Regions from separate parts of the Mus musculus genome. Here all the other regions are linked to region 2. Evidence: chromatin contacts called from public promoter capture Hi-C data. All regions are on one chromosome and are shown on one strand. The core of a region is the stretch at or near the end of the contact, and the rest is flanking DNA. Distances in the headings are between cores, read along the strand shown.

What was found. Promoter capture Hi-C pulls out the DNA fragments that hold promoters and counts their contacts. Capture Hi-C pulls out chosen DNA fragments and counts their contacts.
Region 1: a contact with region 2 is called in a promoter capture Hi-C map of the HPC-7 cell line. The contact joins the promoter of Il13 here to the enhancer-like site in region 2. A contact is called at or near these places in 13 of 39 promoter capture datasets (the C10 cell line, the HPC-7 cell line, HPC-7-derived erythroid cells and 8 more), 2 of 15 datasets of contacts at CTCF or cohesin (embryonic stem cells and large pre-B cells), 38 of 484 Hi-C or Micro-C datasets (B cells, the Ba/F3 cell line, CD4 T cells and 14 more), 6 of 115 datasets of contacts at active chromatin or transcription factors (embryonic hindbrain, embryonic midbrain, embryonic stem cells and 2 more) and 4 of 9 other capture datasets (adipose tissue, embryonic stem cells, liver and 1 more).
Region 3: a contact with region 2 is called in a promoter capture Hi-C map of adipose tissue. The contact joins two enhancer-like sites. A contact is called at or near these places in 3 of 39 promoter capture datasets (the C10 cell line, the HPC-7 cell line and embryonic stem cells) and 2 of 9 other capture datasets (adipose tissue and liver).

What each region holds. Positions count from the first base shown.
Region 1 is chr11:53,633,404-53,636,335 of GRCm38.p6, forward strand. Il13 (interleukin 13) reads right to left here and starts at 1,299. Exons shown (of 4, transcript NM_008355.3): 1 at 1,091-1,299. The coding sequence starts at 1,231.
Region 2 is chr11:53,490,887-53,493,609 of GRCm38.p6, forward strand. No RefSeq gene overlaps it. Among named protein-coding and RNA genes, the nearest start is that of Gm19835, 4.6 kb to the left of the region's middle. Within about 2 kb of position 1,320, at least 60 of the 459 cell types and tissues checked have an H3K27ac peak or open chromatin away from gene starts, as enhancers often do. A contact at or near this core is called in the HPC-7 cell line, adipose tissue, bone marrow-derived macrophages and 3 more, where this site is marked.
Region 3 is chr11:53,681,964-53,684,709 of GRCm38.p6, forward strand. Rad50 (RAD50 double strand break repair protein) reads right to left here. Exons shown (of 25, transcript NM_009012.2): 12 at 2,163-2,338; 13 at 1,239-1,476. Among named protein-coding and RNA genes, the nearest start is that of Rad50, 24 kb to the right of the region's middle. Within about 2 kb of position 1,403, at least 12 of the 459 cell types and tissues checked have an H3K27ac peak or open chromatin away from gene starts, as enhancers often do. A contact at or near this core is called in adipose tissue, where this site is marked.

The DNA of each region.
Region 1 (2,932 bases), core at 49-2,548, 140 kb after region 2:
AAACTGAGTGGCTGTTGGCAGGGGAAATGCCTTATCTGAAGCTTGCCACTGTCTGGGCAGGAGGACGGGGGTCTACAGAGAAGGCCAGAGTGAGGTTTTATAAAGGAGGGGTGGGGGAGGCTGCTGTTGACCTAGTCAAGTCAAGTGGGAGGCAGTGGGAGCCTAGTGGACCACTTCTCTTCTCTGAATGAGACACCATGTTAGGGACACACACACGAGGCCTCAGGTGAGATTCTTAAAAGGCTTGAGTCTGACATTAGCCTCCCTGGACCTCACAAAAGGAAACCACCATGCCAGCCTCTGGGGGTGTCAATAAAGATAAGACAGCATCCAGTGCCAGGCTTGGCAGTAATCAGTGGTCAGATGCTATGAGCTGATTTTCCAGTAGAGAGAGGAGTTGGCGTCACTGCGTCCTGTCCCACTGACTGAAACCCTGACAGGGACATGGGTTAAGAAATCCAGATGGACATGACATGGGAAACCCAGCTGGCAGATGCCAAATGGTTCTAGGAAGCTGCTGGCTCGTCCCGGTTTTCCTCTGTGGAAGAGTCCCGAGCTAGTAGAAGTGGGGCCAGGCCTCGGGTGACTCTGCCAACCCCTGCAAGGTCCATCTGTTAGCCATGGCCACGCCATTTTGAGAAAATCCTCCATTTTGGATAAACAGTGGTCGCCACTCCTACACGTCCCTGATAACGACTAGCCAGTCATTATCAGATCAGATAAGGATCAGCTGGCCCTCTTGCTTGCTTCTTTGAATACTGATAGCAAGCTTTGGACCAACATCTCAACTCTTCCCTGTCCCCATAACTATCCCTAGGCTATGAGCAGTTGGAGAGCTGTCTGGTTTCCCCATCCAGAGGTTTCTTCTCCACGGGTTTTCTTAGATTAAACCTGTCCTGTTGTAAAGGTCTTTTCTTTGGGGGAACCCTTTACTGTCCATACACTGTTGCACCCTCCCCCCCCCCAAGTTAGCTGCTCTTCTTCCTCATTTTTGAGCCCGGTGACCAGGGGGCTTCGTCTGTCACTCACACAGGCCCAGACCCAGCCTGCTCATGACCTCTTCCGGGAAGGGGCTGTGTGTGCTACTCACCTGGTCTTGTGTGATGTTGCTCAGCTCCTCAATAAGCTCCTTAAGGGTCAGAGGGAGAGACACAGATCTTGGCACCGGCCCTGGGGCGGCGAGACCACCAAGGCAAGCAAGAGCCAGGACTGCAGTCACCCAGAGCGCCATGAAGCCCAGAGCCAGTGAGAGAACCAGGGAGCTGTAGAACTGTGGGCTGGCCTAGGCTGCTGGCTTGTGGCCTTAGCCTGTTGAAGCAGCTTTTATAAACCAAAGTGATGACGCCTCACCCCTGGTCTCTGCTTTGTTGGGCATTATCTGAAAACCACATCTTTACTCATCTTGAATTTTTTTTTTTCTTTTTTGGAAAATCCAGTGGCCGCTAAAGGAAAGAGTCTGATTTAGTGGATTTATTGAGAAGGGTCTGGGACAGGGTTTCCAGGTTCTGGGTGGTTTATTTCCACGGTGGGCATCAGCAAAGCTAACTTCCGCCCCAGTAATTCCACCCGCTGACCGCCCCAAGCTCCTGAGCAGCCAGCCCAATGCTGACCCCTTGATCACTAAGTACTTGTCACCCTTTGGGCAGGTGAGTATCAGTCTATTAGCTGTGAGAATTGGGGAAGTTTTCTCCTTTCTTTCTTTCTTCCTTCCTCCCTTCCTTCCTTTCTTCTTTCTTTCTTTTCTTTTTTTCTTCTTAATTTCAACAAACGTATCTGATAAATCACCAAAGCAATGCATGGTTTGGATACAAAATTTAAACAGGACAGAGAGACTAAGAAGCCACTTCCAACCACACTATTGTTCCTCAGCTGCACGAGTGGGAGGGATATAGACGTTTGTACTGCCCAAAGGTTCGCTGAAATGCAGCTGGCTCAGGTATTCCCCTGACCTTTAAGGAGTAAATCTCTTCTGATGCTAATTCTGCCAGTGGGCAGCTTGAACACCCGGCCCACCAGTGTCTTCTCTTGACCCTTCTGTTGGGACACTATATCTGGGTTGGGCCAGCAGCAGGCTGCCCAAACTCCAGCCCAGGCCAAAGAGCATTAATGCTGTTGATAAGGCCGAGACTGTGGCCATCACACTCCCCCAGCCCCCACCCCTACCCCAACCTCCACGTCTCCGCAGAAGCTGCGCTGATCCTGCAAGGGCCTCAAATTTCCCAGAATGTTGAAAATGATTGGAGCTGCAGCATCTCTGCTGCAGGGACACCCGCACATAGCCTTTTCCCTACTCTTTCCTCATACTGAGCCACCCACCCCCTGCAGAGGCCGCAGCATTTGCCTATTGGGTAGTGATGTCAAGATGCACCCTCACCCACTTCCTCCCTCAGGCCAGCAGAGGCCCCTCCATGGCCCCTCTTCTTTCTCAGACTCTTTCCCCACCCGTTTCTTCTCCTCAGCCAGATTCCATCTTCTCACAAATTTCCTGACGCCCTCACTCCTGCAGGGCCTAGTCCTGCCCAGCTCCCTTCCCACTGGGGAAAACATGACAGCTTTCTGTCCACAGTGGAGGTGCCCCCCGACCTTCTACAGATCTGGGAACTGGAAATCTGCCTCCGTCCCTTGTGCCCTCCCGGGATTTGAAGTGCCTTGCCTAGCCAAATGACCCCTGTGGGGCCTCAGTTTCTCAATCTGGAGGACAGGGCAAGGTGGCAGATCCCTTGGAGGTCTCCTGGGGTGGGGAAAGGCTTGGGGAAACACCTTGGGCGCTGCATGGGTGAGTCAACGGCCCCTGCCCCTCAAGACAAGCAGAAGGCATGCGGGCAGCAGCAGGTAGGCGCCCCACCCCCCCCGCGCGTGGGAGAAGGCGCACTGGCGCGGCGATGGCCCGCGGAGATAGAGGCGCGGCCTTATGTAACGGGAGATGGGGTCG
Region 2 (2,723 bases), core at 70-2,569:
AATATCCAGAAGCAAGGGTGGCAAGCCCTTTGTAGTTATTAAGGCTACTTAGTTAAATAAACATAAATTTTACAAGCTCAGGCCAGGTCTAGAGAGATGGTTCAGTGGTTAAGAGACTGTTCTTCCAGAGGTCCTGAGTTCAATTCCCAGCAACCACATGGTGGCTCACAACCATCTGTAATGGGATCTGATGTCCTCTTCTGGTGGGTCTGAAGACAGCGACAGTGTACTTGTAAAAATAAATCTTAAAAAAAGAGAGAGGGAGGGAGACAGAGAGAGAGAGAGAGAAGGAGAGAGAGAGGGAGAGAGAGAGAGAGAGAGAGAGAGAGAGAGGGAGAGAGAGAGAGAGAGAGAGAGAGAGAGAGAAAGCGCTCAGGCCAAGCAGGATGCTGTGGCACCGCCTTTAATCCCAGCACTTGGGAGTCAGAAGTCAGTGGAACCTCAAGGCCAGCCTGGTCTATATAGTGAGCTCCTGGAAAAAAATAAAACAGGATGAAAAACCAACACCAACACCAAAAATATAAATTAAAAAAACAAACCCTCGGCTAGAAAGATGGCTCAGTGGGTTGGAGTCAGTACTGCTCTTCCACAGGACTGGGGTTCTGTTCCCAGCAGCCACAACCAACTCCAACAACAGGGATCCAACATCTTCATCTATCTGGTCTCTGTGGGCACTAGCGCCCATGTACACATACCCACACACATTCACATAATTACAAATAAAATAAATCTATTTCTTTTCAAGCGGCTTCAGGGACTGGTAAGATAGATCAGTGGATAAAGGTACTTGCTACCAAGCCTAATTACCTGAGTTCAATTCCCAGGACGCACATGGTGGAAGGAGAGAACTGATCCCCACAGTTGTTCTCTGACCTCCACAGTCACACTGTTACACACGAATACAAAATAAATAAATAAATGTAATTTAAAAAGTCTTCATAGTTCAAATACATTATATAACATTAGACTCTATTATGACTTTCAACCCACGCTGGCCACTAAATTCCACGCCTACGCCCGCTGAGCTGTGGTGGGCGCTTATGGTTTTGACCATTCTGATCCTTGTTATGGCAGTGGGAATCTCTTGTTTTGCGTGTGTGGCCTCTCATTATGGGCCCCTTCTGGCCTCTTAAGCGCCATCAGCAGGGGGGTCTCCAGCTAAAAGGGACTTGAGGGGGATGGGTGGCCAGCAGAGGCTGCAAAGGGACTTTGCCCAGATAGCAAGCTGTTTTTTTAGTCACGACTTCCTTCCGGAACAAATCATGTTTTGTTCTTGCTTACTAGCCCAGGGGAAGCGAGAAGGCCTCTCTCTCCTCCTTTCTCAGGCTTGCAGCCTGTTGTGCCTGATCTCAATGAGGTCATAGTTCTGAATCCTAGCACCAGGTCACATGCCCGAGTTGAAAACTCAGTTTTTGCATCTGCGATTTTTTTTTTCCAGGCTGTTTTTGTGATAGGTCAGACTGGTTGCTTGGTTGCTAAGTCGGGAGAGCAGCAAGCCTGGTCCTCTGAGACTTGGAAAAGCTGGGTACCCATGAGGTGATGCTCCTCAAGCAGTCCTCTGCTACTTTTCCTCCCCCCCATTTCTTTTCTGCCTGCTTAATTCTACTACATGAGGCATTTTGTTGTTGTTATTGCTTTAAGACAGGGTCTCATACAGCTCAGGTTAGCCTCAAACTTGTGATACACCTAAGGACAGCCTTGAATTTCTGATCTTTGTTTGTTTGTTTGTTTTGTTGTTGTTTTTTTGAGACAGGTTTTCTCTGTGTAGCCCCGGCTATCCTGGAACCCACTCTGTAGACCAGGCTGGCCTCGAGCTCAGAAATCCGCCTGCCTCTGCCTCCCAAGTGCTGGGATTAAAGGCATGCACCACCACTGCCCGGCTGAATTTCTGATCTTTCTACCTTCCTCCTCTCCAGGACTGGGGTTATAACTATGCACCACGATGCCTATTTTATGGGATGCTAAATATGGAGCCCAGGGTTTTTTATTTGCTAAGAAGATACTCTATGTATTGAGCTTTATCCCCATCCTTAATGTATAATATTTATTTTTACTTATGTGTACGTACGTATATGTGCCTGTCTGAGCAAGTGTGTGTACATACACATGAGCGCGCGCGCGCGCACACACACACACACACACACACACACACACACTGTGTTCAAGTGCCCAAAGAACCCAGAAGAGGGCATCAGATGCCCTGGAGCTGGAACAGGTTAAATTGTGAGCAGCCTAGTGTGGGTGCTGGGAAGTGAACTCTGCTGTTCTGCAAGAGCAACAAGTGCCCTTAAAGGCTGAGCCATCTCTCCAGCCCCACATACGGTAGAAGGTTTAACAGAAAAGATTCTTTTACCCACACCCCCTCCCCTCTGAGGGAATTTGGAGGCTTAGTTGGTTGGTTGCTTTTTTTTTTTTTTTTTTTTCCTCACTAGGCTGTCTGAATTAGGATGGGCCTAATTTAAGAAGCCTGCAGAATGCTGTTAAACCATGACCTTGATTGTGAAGTAGTGACCCTGCTGACTAGGCTAGATGATTCAGAGACTAGACTTCTTGCTGTGACAGATGAATACCAATTCAGCCAGGATCTGAAATTATAGTACCAGTGTTTAGAGATGTGAGACCCATCAATGGGCATTTGCCCTTGGGACAGAGAGAGTTGTCCTGGTTTTAAAGACAGCCTGGTAGACACAGTTCAATTTGTCCCTAACCTCTTTCATAGCCAT
Region 3 (2,746 bases), core at 153-2,652, 190 kb after region 2:
CTTTTTTAAAAAAAATCAAGTTTATTTCTGAAAAATTCCAAATTCTTTCTTAAAATTAAATTAATATGGCAAGTCTAAAAAGTACAATAAATTAAATTAGCTGCTAATAACAAGGAAAAAACAACAACCCAAATGTTGGCTATTACATGCTATAACTGTTACTGATTTTTTAAAAAGTATACACTATGACCAAGAAATGCCAACCTTAAAGTACTGTGGTAACAGACAAGTTCTTAAGGGAGGGTTGGAGGGGGGAGAAGAAACAATGAAGTGTTCCTATTTCATATGTATATTAACATGAGCAATCACTTCCATTTCTTATTACTTCCAAAAACCGTGGTCACAGACAGGCCTGTTACATGTAAAAAGGACAGTTATGATGACAGGATTTTGGCTAAGAACCAGGAGCAGTCACACAGTGCTAACAAAGTCTCACACAGGCAGGGAGTGGTCTACAAAGTGAGTTTCAGGACAGCCAGGGCTACAGAGAAACCCTGTCTCAAAAAAAACCAAAAATAAATAAATAAATAAGTAAAGTAAAGTAAGTAAAGAGGCTTCCTGTCTAGAGAACGGACTGTTAAGAGCTCTTTGGAGCAGGACATGGTGGCCCACACCCGACCTTGGGAGGGAGAAGCATGAGGATAAGGAGTTACCGATGAGAACGTCATACCCTTAAGGTTGTCTTGGGGAATGACAAGATTGCTTAGCGGGTAAAGATGCCAGCCACCAAGCCTAATGGCCCGAGTTTGAACCCCAGGACCTACATAATGGAAAGGAGAACTTCTGAAAGTTGTCCTCTGACGGCCACATGAATGACATTGCATGCCCATACCCACACTAAATAAATAAAATGTAGTTTTAAAAGTTAGAGGGTTTTTTGGGAGAGGGGGGCTTAGCAGTTAAGAGCACTGGTTACTCTTCCAGAGGACCAGGATTTAGTTCCCAGCCCTCACAGCCAGCTCACAACCATATAAAACTCCAGTCCCAGGGTATCTAATACCCATTTTGGGCTTCTACAGGTACCAAGTACCCATGTGGTGCACAGACATACATGTAGGCAAACATCCACACACATACATAAAAATTTTTAAGTTGTTTTTTAGAACTTTTCATATTTTGTTTGTGGGGTTTGGAAAATGACATCAACAAGCAGTTTAGAACTGTCGTAACTATGACTCAAGCCAAGCCTCAGGAAACACAGAGTAAAGACCACCCGAGCCAAGACTACTCAGGCTTACCTCACGGGCACAAGCCCAAGCATTTCATCACGGCGCCGCTCTTTTTTCTTCAGTTCCGATTCTGTTGACTTGAGTTTATCTGGAGCAAGCCTCAGCTTGGACTGCAAGTCGCTGATGACTTCCTGTAACTCAGCCTCTGTCTGAAATACTCTCTGACAGACTGGGCAGCAGGACTGGTTTTCATCTGTCAGCTGCGTAATGAACTGGGAGTAAACTGCTGTGGCTCCTGCCAGCATGGCTGTTTAAAAGGTTAGGAAACCCTAGTCAGACACACATGCATTTCTTCCATAATCATTATTCTTGCTTTATAAGTATACCCAAAGGAAATAAAGATTTTGACATTTAAATCTTCCTAAGGATACTCTATATTCTATTTGCATAATCTCTGGCATCTAACATTTTACTGAGATCTTCTATGTGCTAGGCATTCCTTACACACACAATCTCATTTGCTCCTCTTACTGTACTACATAATGCATAGCTTTATTTTCATTCTATAGAGGACAAATCTGAAGCACAAGAAAGGTTCAGCAAGTCCCAAAGCTACTTGTACAGTGAAGCTATACAGCCAGGAACAAGTTCAAGTCTTTTGGGTCTATGCAAAGTTTCTAAACCTCCAGGATAGTCCTTGGGCTGGAGGGGTGGCTGAGCAGTTAAGAGCACTTGCTGCTCTAGCAAGAGAAGCAGAGTTGGTTTTTAGCACCTACACTGGACAGCTCACTATCATCTGCAACACTACCTCCAAGGACGACCTGATGCCTCTGGCCTTGGTGGATACCTGACTCACATGCACATACCCCTTCATACACACAATTATAATTAATTTTCAAAGTAAGTCTTAAAATCTCTGATCCTTAGCAGTTACCTGTGAATGAAATTTCAAAAGTCAAAGTGCCTTGATGATCTCTATAAACTGTAACTTACCTCGCTGCTTTGAGGACTTTTCAATTTCTTCTTTAAGTCTGCCCAAATCACTTTCCAAATCTTGGCTACCACAAACATCAAATAGCTTATCTTCATAACTGGACAACTGTTCTTCCTTTTTCTTTAGCTCATTATTTATATGATTTTTATTTTGTTCAGCTGAAGCTAGCTCTTTGCTAAAATAAAAACAAATGTGGGATATTTGAAAAATTTAAATTATTTAGATTGAGTTTATGTGTCGGAATGCTTTGCCTCCACATAAGGGCATGCACTATGTATGTGCCTGGGACCCAAAGACATCAGAAAAGCATATCAGATGCCACAGAACTGGAGTTACAGGTGGTTGTGAGCCACTGCGTGCATGCTGGGAACTAAACCCAGAGCCAATGCAAGAGTAGCCAGTGCTCTTTACCACTGAGCCCTCTACTCCAGCTCCCTAGAAATTTGAAAATTTTGGTTAAAGAGCTACTACACAAACTCTGCCAAAAGTTGTTAAAGAGATATGTACAATTACTTTCCTATACTTGTATTTTTTATAGTTTTGTGCTGGAAATAGAACAACGGCCCTCAAGCATGGTAACTAC